2 separate regions of the Gossypium hirsutum genome follow, and region 1 is linked to region 2. Evidence: chromatin contacts called from public Hi-C data. All regions are on one chromosome and are shown on one strand. Each heading gives the region's core, a stretch centred on a gene start, on an enhancer-like site or on the middle of the called end of the contact. The rest is flanking DNA. Distances are from core to core; before and after follow the strand shown. Region 1 holds the start of LOC107899750 (homeobox-leucine zipper protein HOX11). Region 2 holds the start of LOC107952832 (thioredoxin-like 3-1, chloroplastic).

Region 1 (5,326 bases), core at 2,050-4,549, 360 kb before region 2:
TCGTTCGATTTTAGTATATTAAACAATTCAGAATAATTGAACAAACAACTAATCAATCATAGAAATTAATGTAATTTAGCAATCAACCAACAAACGATATTAGAACATAATTAAAACTCAAAAATCAAATAGGCATATCATCTAACACCTGATATGTGAAATATACAAGTAAATGGTTCGAGAGATGCTCATTCAAATATGTCGATCTTTGTGGAGCGTAAAAGTTTAATCTTCTCTCATTTATAAAGTCTTCACAAATGAAAGAAATAGTAACAACAAAAATTAACTCTATTCTAAAAGAAAAGAAAAAGAAATGGAAAGGAAAATAAAAACATAAAACTAGGAAAATTAAAAGTAAAAATATGTTTTCTACCCTAGTCTTTACAACCTCTAAATTAATTGAGTTTAAGTGGTATTTATAGGCATAAAAATAATTCAATTACAAATTTTCCACATTAAATTTAAATATGGCAACTTTGACCCAAAATTTATTCATGTCTCCTTTTTGGAATTCAACTCTGTCAGCCCAACGTCACAACCTCCATGCCTAATGTCACGATATCCTCAATAGAAAAGGTTTTAGGTTGCGACATTGATAAGTGGATGTTGTGACCTTTCTTGACTTGGCTCGATTCTTTCATTCCAGGGCTGTGGTTGATGTCGCAACATTCATAGCATCAATGTCGCTACCTTGACTTCAAATGACTCAATTTTGCAACATCAAAGGTTGATCATTACAACTTTGAATGGCAGGCTCCTTGTCTGATGAGAAGCAAGCAATTTCGCATCATTCAAAGGTAAAGTTGTGAGCTTGGGGTTAGAACACTTCAAGTTGCAACATCAGTTTCCTAAGGTTGTAACATTGTTGCTTCTTACTCATTTACTTGTTCATTCTCCCCCACTAAGCTCTTGAAACATCTTAAGCTACCATTAAGTTTATCAAGACATGTAATTGATAATTTATTCAGAAAATTGTAAAACAAACTCAAATTTGCAAATTACAATACAATTTTTCCTAAGTACTGAAAGGCAATAAAAGACACAACTAATTGCTAGATAACAAACTCTTCAAGTGTGAAAAGGGCTCTATTAGTCCTATCGAAATACGACATATCAAACGTATTGTGAACATGATAAGTTTAAGTTTTTAAGATTTGCATGGAGCCTTCTTGGAAATGAGAGCTCAAAAATCTGAGTCATTAAGTATTTTTATTAAGACATGACTAACTGGAAATTGATTAATATATTGGTTTAAATAAAAAATTTTATTCAATTTTTAGGAAAATAGTTTAGAATCAGTTGAATCAGATTTATATATATTTTTTAATTTTTTTATAAAATTTTAATATTTATTTAATTAAAATCGATTGAATTCATTTTTTTAAGAATTTTTTGACGAAGGATTTATGTGAGATGGGTTTAGGTTTTGGGCTCTATATAGTGGTTTTGGGTGGGGTATTAAACAGGGTTGGTTCAATTTTAATATTGTGTTGGTTGGGGTTGTGGGGTTTAAGGAACAAAGTTAAAAAAAATAGTTTTCCCATGCTTAAGTCACCATAGGTGGTAACAATTCGGGGCTTAGTTTTTTTGTGTCCCGCCTAAATCGTCACCAACTATATTGATTTGAGGTATGAGAAAACGAAAAATTCTTTTTACTATTCAATTCATATAATTTTGAGAAATAAAATTGGTTATATATATATTTAAAAAAGTATTAATATTATTTTAGTAAATACCTCTCAAGAGTAATGTTATTAAACCTTGATAAAATTCAAACTTAAAAATCAAAATTATCTAGTTCACAACTTCAGATATTAAAGAGAAATTTAAAAAAAAAAACTAAGTATCAAAGCTACTAGCTATAAGTTTAAAGACAAAGAAGTATATTAATCTCATATTGATCATCATATAAATTGATATAATAATACTTATTTTTATTGAGAATAACAAATAAACGCACATAATTTTTAAGATAATCAATTTTTATATGGTTTTGTGTGGGTAACTTTATTTATCCCACGGTTATTTGATGTGCCCAAACCACATAATTCAGTCATATCATATCACTCACTTTCTGTCTCTTTCTCCAACTTATCATTAAAGCCTGCATGACTTCAATAATTGCAAAGATCCCAAACGCATGACATATCTGACCTACTCTCCATCTCTATTTTAATTACCCTCTTCTCTTCAAAATCCCCCTTCCATCTTCAAATTTTCCAACTACATCTTAAATTTTAAATAATATGAAGTATAACTATGTTAAATTTAATTGAGTATATAATAAATACAATATATAAATGGTTTAATTTTTTGGAATAATAAAAAATATAATTTTTAAGGACTTTATATATACAAGTAAATTCACAAATAATATATGTTCCATAAAATAATTAGTATTCATTCAATATAAAACTTAGATTAAAAAAATCGAAATTTAAAATCAGTATTATTTAAAAGAAAACTCATATATGGCACCTCAACCTTTAGTAACAAGGTCTTGCGACTTTCCTTTATTTATTATTATTACTATTATCATTTATAATAATACTTTCTTTGAAATAGTAAAAGATGTCTCCTTGTCTGCTTGGAATGAACATAATAAAAAGCTGTTTTTGGTCAAAATCTCATATAATCTCTAATCTGACCATATTTTTTCTTTCCAGGGTTTTTTCTCTGTTTCCACATCAGCCTTAGCTCAAAAGCAGGGCTTTCTGGATCGCTTTAACCAATTAGTTAATGCCACATAGGAAGAAACTGGTAAAGCTGAACTGTTTTGGTTGGTGAGTCAACATTCCCAGAGGCTTACACACTTCATTTCAATTTTTATCATTGGAATAATTGTCGAATTCACTACTGGGAAACGGCAATGCAAATCCTGGATTAATTGTCTATCATTTGAAAACAAACAAAATAAAAAAAAAGTAAGAGAAGAAGCAAACAAACAGTGCTAATGCTGTATAATTATTTTGGGTAAAACAACACAATTTAATCATTATTCTCCTCATATCGTCCTCATGATGATTCATAAGTGTACATTATAGAAAGAAATTTTAGTTAGAAAGGAGGTTAAAAACAAATAGATTGGGTCAAGGGTTAGAATAATATAAGATCTGATGATCCCTGCCGTTGGATGAAAAATCCTTTTCTCATGTTGAGATGACGATAATGATGATTTTCTAGCCCTAATTGTTTGGTGAGAGCACAATAAATACAGAAGCATTGTGAAGTTATCTCTGCATTAATTAATTCTTCCCATCAAAGTATTTAATGACACTTTCTTGATTTAAAACAAGAAAAAGAGAAGAGAAGACTCGTCGTTGTCTGTATCCCATAAACCTAAAACAGAAGATTTGCTTAAACATCAGTTGATTCGTTTATAATATAATCAAAGACCTTTGAATTCACAAAACTTAACTCTCTCTCTTTCTCCTCCTCCTCTCTCTCTGTCTGTGTGTCTCGTGTTTGAAACAGTGTATATTTATATAGATTCACGTGTGTTTTTCAACCTGGATTTGTCGGTCAATCTTTACTCCCAATAAAAAAGGTGTTTCATAGACGAGGGGGGGGGTTGAGTTGTGTGTTTCCATTAAATAAGATCGGATAGGGTTTCTTTTTAACTCTCTTTCCAGGATATATCTTTCTTCATCAAATCAAAGGAGCCCCCCCCCCCCCAAAAAAAAGAAAAAAAAAGTCAAGATCTTCAAAGACTTCTTCTTTGCAGTAGTTATTGGTTTCCGCTGGGGTTTCTCTTTGCAAGAAAAAGGGTTAATGGAGTTAGCCTTGAGCTTGGGTGATCCTTCAAAGCCATTTTCGTTTCTTGACAAAACTGCAAAGTTATCAAGCAAGGATCTAGGGTTTTGCATGGGGCTTGGGAATGGGTTCAAATCACAAGAGAATGGGGACGATGCTTTTGAAGGTAAAAATAGTACGGATGGAGATGAGAAAAGGGTTTCTTCAGATCCACCTCTTCAGCTTGATCTTCTTCCTTTCTCCCCAGTTCCTCGTCCCCAGTCTTCTTCTCAGCTTCGCCTTCCTTGGCTCACAGATAACCGTGAGTATTTCTAGCAGAATTGATATTTGATGGGGGGTATTTAGATCTGGGTATCTTAGGATATTCTTCTTTTTTTTTATAGTTCTTTAATCATCTTGAAGAAAAATTACCAACATTTTTTTTTTTGCATTGTTGTTATTGGTGATAGAAACGGATCCATGGGAGGGACTCGGAAGAGGTTTAGACGTGAACCGTCTACCGTTGGTGGCGGTGGCGGATGAAGCTGAGGAAAAGGCGGCTGTGTCGTCTCCTAACAGCGCTGTGTCGATGGATTTTGGGATTAGAAAGGGAAGCAGAAGAGGCAAGAAAGAGGTGGAGGTGGAAGCAGTTGAAACAGAAAGAACTAGCACAAGAGCCAGTGATGATGATGACAACGGTTCAACTCGGAAGAAACTCAGGCTTTCTAAGGAACAGTCTGCCTTTCTTGAAGAAAGTTTCAAAGAACACAGCACACTCAATCCTGTAAGTCCAAACATAGAATCCAAATTTCCTTTGCTTGCCTCTTGGGTTTTGCTTTAAATTATTTATTTATTTTAAATATTTGATTCAGAAGCAAAAACTTGCACTGGCTAAGCAATTAAATCTTCGTCCTCGCCAAATTGAAGTCTGGTTTCAGAATAGAAGAGCAAGGTACTTTTAAATTTTTTTAATAAAATAAATAATATTCGTACGTTTTCTTGGTATGAGAATTTATATTTTATAGTGATATTTTGAAACAGGACAAAATTGAAGCAAACAGAGGTAGATTGTGAGTATTTAAAGCGATGTTGCGAGACACTGGCAGAAGAAAATAAAAGATTACAGAAGGAACTGCAGGAGTTAAGAGCCTTGCAAACTTCTCAACCGTTTTACATGCAGTTACCCGCTACCACCCTCACTATGTGTCCTTCATGTGAGCGTGTCGCCACCGCTTCCACCACCAACGCATCAGCCTCCACCGCCGATGCCAAAACTGGAGGATACCCATTTTTCTCCTCTATTTCAAACACATGAAATCGTTGGTTGTGGCCAGTTTTTTTATTCAAATTTTGTAAATATTTTTGGGGTTTGGTGGATTTTTTTTTTGTTTGAATATTTTAAATGTCTGAAGCCGTTATCAATGATAGATTTGAGTTTGGATAGATTTTGTTTAGACTCGGTTTTCGGGGAGAAGGTGGAAGAAATTTTGGTTAGAAAGCTGGTCGTTTATTTTGACAGGGAAAGAAATTAATTTGTAACTTATTATTATAGTAACTGCCTTATTGTTCTTTCTTTTTTCTTCGAAACTGCTTA
Region 2 (5,333 bases), core at 1,900-4,399:
AGTTGGCAAATAATTAATAGAATGGGCCTACTGGTCTGGTGGATAAGTGGAGTGTTGGTGTGAAGGAGGTCCTGTGTTCAATTCTCTATGATGGCGTAGGGATAGTATTTTTGCTCCAATTTCGGTTAAGAGTTGTGTTGGGGAAAAATTATGAGTAGTTGTGTTTTAGTGGTCTTTTTGTTGCAGAAAAAAAAGTAGTTTCGATTTTCTCTCCAATTACCCAAATTTTTTCTGACGTTTTCTTCCTCTTTTTTCCCTCATCTGTCGATTCTTTCCCTTAGTTGCTGTCGAAATTTCCATTTTCCCATTTTGTTTCTTTCGTTATTTTCCAATTGATTTGGTTCTTCATTGTTGGTTGCGTGTGTTCGATAAGTAACGGTTTTGTCTATTGTTAATCGTTCTTGGTTAATCTCTGAAAGGGGGATTCCTTTTTGGTGTTTAGGAGTTAATCAAGGGGCTAGTGATTTTGAATCGACGCAGTAATTGTGCAAAGTCGTGGTTACTCAAGCAATGTAAGGGTTTTGTTAGGTTTTTAGTCGAGTTCCTTCCAAAATTGGTTGATTAAAAATGAATTAAATGATTAATCTAGAGATTTGTTAGTTGATTTTTAGGTTCTGGAGGCTTAGGAGTGCTTACGCATCAGAAACTATACCAGGTGTGTACCCAAAACGCAGAAAATGGGATTTGACGAAAAGCAAAAATTGCTTGCTGTCGAGAAATAAGAGAAATAAGAGAAAATGATACAAAAAATGTAGAAAAAGGAAATAAGGGTGTTATAAACTTGGAAATCAATATTCTACACTAAAATAGTTTTGGACAGTAGCAATAGTCTAACTTTGAAAAATCATCAAAAATAGTGGAAAATGAGTTAGAGGTTGAATAAAATATGAAATTAAATTTTATTGAGTCTAGTTTTTCATGGACGAAACAGTGTAAGAAATGAAATTGTAAGTTATGAGATGTAATAAATTTTGTAAGACAAGGTCAGAATGGTTTTGCGTTCCCCTATTCTGACTTTGAAAAATCATAAAAATTGTAAAACAATAATTAGGGGGCTTAAATTTATATGTTTAAATCCTTAATGAGTCCATTTGCAAGAGAAATAAACAGAAACATCATCCAAATTTCTTACTAAGAGATAAATAATTTTTAGTAAGGAAAGGTTGAAGCTATCAAATAGTAGAATAGGGATAACTTTTAAGATTTTACTGCACTTATTTGATAAGCTATAAATTCTAAAAATTTTATGGTAGAAAGGTATTTAAGTCTAGTTTTGGAAACATCAAGCAGATCTTAATTTGGAATTCTGTAGCTCAAGATATAAATAATTTAGTGACAATGACTCAAGTAGACAGCTCCGAATGATATTTGTACTGAGCATGTTAATATCTGAACTGAATATATGTACTGAAAATTGCATAATAGCATATCATCCATGGTATATTGCATTGCATTGGGTTGGGGGTTGTTATTTGGAGGAAGTATACTGAAAGGTTTTAAGCCTAATTTACTGGAAGCTCAGTTACAAACTACTATTTTGTGCCGCATTCGGTACTACTTGGAGTGTAGGGATGGGTGGGTTGATTATATCCCCACATGAAGTGTAGGGTTGGACGGAGACGGTGTGTAGAAGCTGGACGGGTAGGATTTTGCTACTGCATAACTGTTACTGCTACTAATATTGTGATGGGCTAAGGCCCTACTGCATTTTTCACACTGTATTGAGATGGGCTAAGGCCCAAACTGTCACTGATACTGAAAATGGCTTAGGCTCAAGACTGTTCAACTCTGAACTGTGAATATTGATTGTTTGTTTGTTTCTGCGGGATTACACACCGAGTTTACGTAAACTCACCCTTTTTATTTTTTTCACCTCAATCCATTAACATTTCTTTCCGCGTGCTAGCTTCCTTTTCTTCCTCTTCAATTTCTTACAAAAATAACAAAAAGATCATAAATTCCATAGTAATTAAATAGTCATTAATATAACGCAACAACAACAATATCTTGAAATAAATATGAGATTATGCGAAAATGAGATGAAAGGTTCAAAACCCATACCTTGAATAACCCATTTATCACCCCTATTAAGCTCTCTCTCTAAGATTCAAACCCTAACTTATTGGGAGACAGAGATGCTGAGGGAAATGGCTCAATCAAGGTTTTATGATGAAGATTTTATAAAGAAATGACGAAAAATGGTGAAAGATACGGAGAGAAATGAGTAGAAATGGTGAAACAATGAAGAAACGTGGAGAAACTTCTCCTTCCTTAAGTGGACTAGCAAATAGAAATAATGTAAAAAAATACTCCTTAAAGCATTAGCGATACTTCGGTCATTGAATGTAACACTGCCTTACAATGGACTATCGACAATTTGGTTAAGGGTGTTAACCAAGTCCTTGTACTCTTTGTACATTTGAAATTTAGTCACATTGATTTTATTTCAAAGAATTTGGTCTCTCTACTATTCAGATTTAAAAATGTAAGTCCAATTGTTAACACCGTTAAAAATAAACTTTTAAATATAAGTTCATTACAATATAATTTTTTGTTATATAGCTACTAAATGAATTTTTTTATTCAAAATGTCGTAGTAGTGAATTTAGCAAAAAAATTTTTGCGATATTAACAAGTCGATCTAAGTTTTAAAATTTGAAAAGTAAAGAAACTAAAGTTCTAAAAATAAAAAGGATAATTTCAATATTTTACGTGAACTTTTATCCAACATATAATTTGATGCATAAATTTTAATTATACATATGAAACTTTGATGTGATTCAAATGTATACATGAACTTTTATTTTAGTTGTATATATTTAATAAATAAGTACATAATTTATTTTTATATTAGATAAATAAAACTATTTGTGTATGCACTATATAAATGTAAAATGATATCATATCAACAATTGTATTAGCAATTTTTTAAAATTGAATCAAATTAAAATTATATGTATGAAATTATACAAAATTAAAGTTAATGTATATTGCATATTAAACTCAAATTTATATGTAATTTTGAAATTAACCTAAAATTAAAAATTAAAAAAATTAAATTTCAAAATGTAAAGCTTATTTCTGTGTTTTCTTCCATGTGTTTTAATTTTAAAATTAATGTTTTTGAAAAAGTAAAGAAACTTGTGGTACCACACATCCCATTCTCCATCCCTTTGTTCCCTCACTTTTCGGATAAGCTTTTTCATTTTTGTGTAATTTTCTTCTCCTCATCCTCCAAATCAAATCCAACGCCAAAACGCAAAATATCATTATCTAAAACGCAACTTCCACCTCTCAATCAAACCAACTGTACATAAAGAGAGAAGAAAAAACCCTTTCAAACCCAATCCAATTATGCTTTTCTTCAACTTTCCCACATACCCTTTTGTCTAAATATCTTGGGAAATAAAATTAAATATCTTGAAAAATAAAAGGAAAAGATGTCAGTTTTGGCAGCGAATTCTCAAATTCTGTCCCGAGAAATCTATCAAAGATACCAACAACAACATCTTTGGAACAATGGAAGCTGTTTGTTTTCACCAAAGAATTCTGGGTATTTTGGGTCTGATTGGAAGGATAGAAAATGGAAGAATAAAACCGTGAGGAGCAGAGAGTGGAGAGTACAGGCTCTTTGGCCTGATTTGTCAAGACCCAGTGCGATTGAGATGGAACCCATCAACGACTCTGATCACCTTGATCAGATTCTGGCCCGTGCTCGACAGCTCTCTCAGCCTATTATCATTGATTGGTTCGTTTCATCTTCTCTGCAACTCTTACCTTGTTGAACAGAGTAAAGCCTTGCCTTTCTCCAATTTAATTTTTTTTGAATTGTGATTGCTGGTAGGATGGCTGCTTGGTGCCGGAAATGCATCTATTTGAAGCCAAAGTTGGAGAAATTGGCAGCTGAGTTCGATACCAAGTAAAGTTATCTTTACTCAAAAGTGTTGATATTTAATACACTCACTTTGCTGCATTTTACACATTTACTATAAAAGCAAAATGGTTCCACACCATCTAAAATTTTTAAAAATAAATTCTTATTAACATTGTATAATTTAACTGATTGCTTTTGGAGATGGCATTATATCTGTACACCTTTAAGGATTCAACGTATCCAAAACAGATACTTTTATTTATTTATTTATTTCCATATATTAAGGATATTTGAATAAAAATTCTAACTAGGAGTTGTACTCATTTGAATTTTTCGTAAATTTTAAATATTCATGTCTGTAATACATCTTCAAATAAGATAATATAATTATTTAAATATATGAGAAGGAACTAAAAAGTTGGAACATACATACGTTAGCTACTATATCATCGACCTCCAAGTTGGTAGTTGGCGTCGAAAACTGGTGCAACTTTGAAATGCTCTTCTCATGTCATGATTTAATCACGTGTTGTTATTTTATTGATAAATTCTTATGGAATATATGTTAGAATCAAATTCTATTACGTGGATGTCAACAAAGTACCTCAAGCTTTAGTGAAGCGGGGAAATATCTCTGTATGTAAATGCTTTGCTTTGTGTTCTATGTTTTTTTTCTAATTCAATTATAACAAAATTATTTCACTTCTTTTTTAATTGTTCCTGTTTTTGTATGCAGAAAATGCCAACAATTCAGGTATGTTCACCGCAAAACAAAAATCTGAGTTCTTTGATATTAATAATGATTAATGAGATTTCAAAGGAAGGATCTAAAAAAGGGAAAATAATTGCAGTTATGGAAGGATGGAGAGATGAAAGAAGAAGTAATTGGAGGGCACAAAGCATGGCTTGTGACTGAAGAAGTGAGACAAATGATCAAAAAATTTGTCTGAATAATACTGGGGATTATTTTCACTTTTTTTGATGTAAAATTGTAAGATGATCATGAGAAACTGATGATGGTACTCTCACCACCAGCCATATGTAAACTTTTTATTTGTACAGTAAAGTTAATTCCACAAATTAAACAGTGTTGATGCATTAAGGTAATGTTGCAATTTGATTTGATGAAAATTATATTGGCAATTACACGGTGTCGGTGTGCAAGAACGAATGTATGGTTCAGCATTTCTTTTATCTTCTAAACACAATTATTCTTCTCAATATGCCCATGTACTGAAGTGCATTCCTAAAGAGGCCTGGTGAGTGAAAACAGAACATAAACATCATTCCAAATCCAAACATATGTTGTTACATAAAGCAAAGCAAGTTTCACAATGGCATAATTATCAAAAATATCCTCAACATTTAATTTTTTTTAGAAATCAACCAAATTTTAACAGGAAATGTGAGTTGATCATCAATCAAACTGTATGTCAACGAAATAGCCTATGTGGCATGT

The links. A called contact is a pair of places that touch in the nucleus more often than the background predicts.
Region 1: a Hi-C map of leaf shows a contact between it and region 2, with 2.1 times the contacts expected there. The contact joins the promoter of LOC107899750 here to the promoter of LOC107952832 in region 2. A contact is called at or near these places in 4 of 34 Hi-C or Micro-C datasets (callus, fibers and leaf).

The regions. Positions count from the first base shown.
Region 1 is chrD04:23,870,842-23,876,167 of Gossypium_hirsutum_v2.1, reverse strand. LOC107899750 (homeobox-leucine zipper protein HOX11) reads left to right here and starts at 3,299. Exons shown (of 4, transcript XM_016825537.2): 1 at 3,299-4,054; 2 at 4,203-4,516; 3 at 4,605-4,684; 4 at 4,774-5,287. The coding sequence starts at 3,772. The coding sequence ends at 5,047.
Region 2 is chrD04:23,514,044-23,519,376 of Gossypium_hirsutum_v2.1, reverse strand. It overlaps LOC107952832 (thioredoxin-like 3-1, chloroplastic), which reads left to right and starts at 3,149. Exons shown (of 5, transcript XM_016888028.2): 1 at 3,149-3,748; 2 at 3,845-3,919; 3 at 4,444-4,510; 4 at 4,611-4,628; 5 at 4,726-4,976. The coding sequence starts at 3,441. The coding sequence ends at 4,824.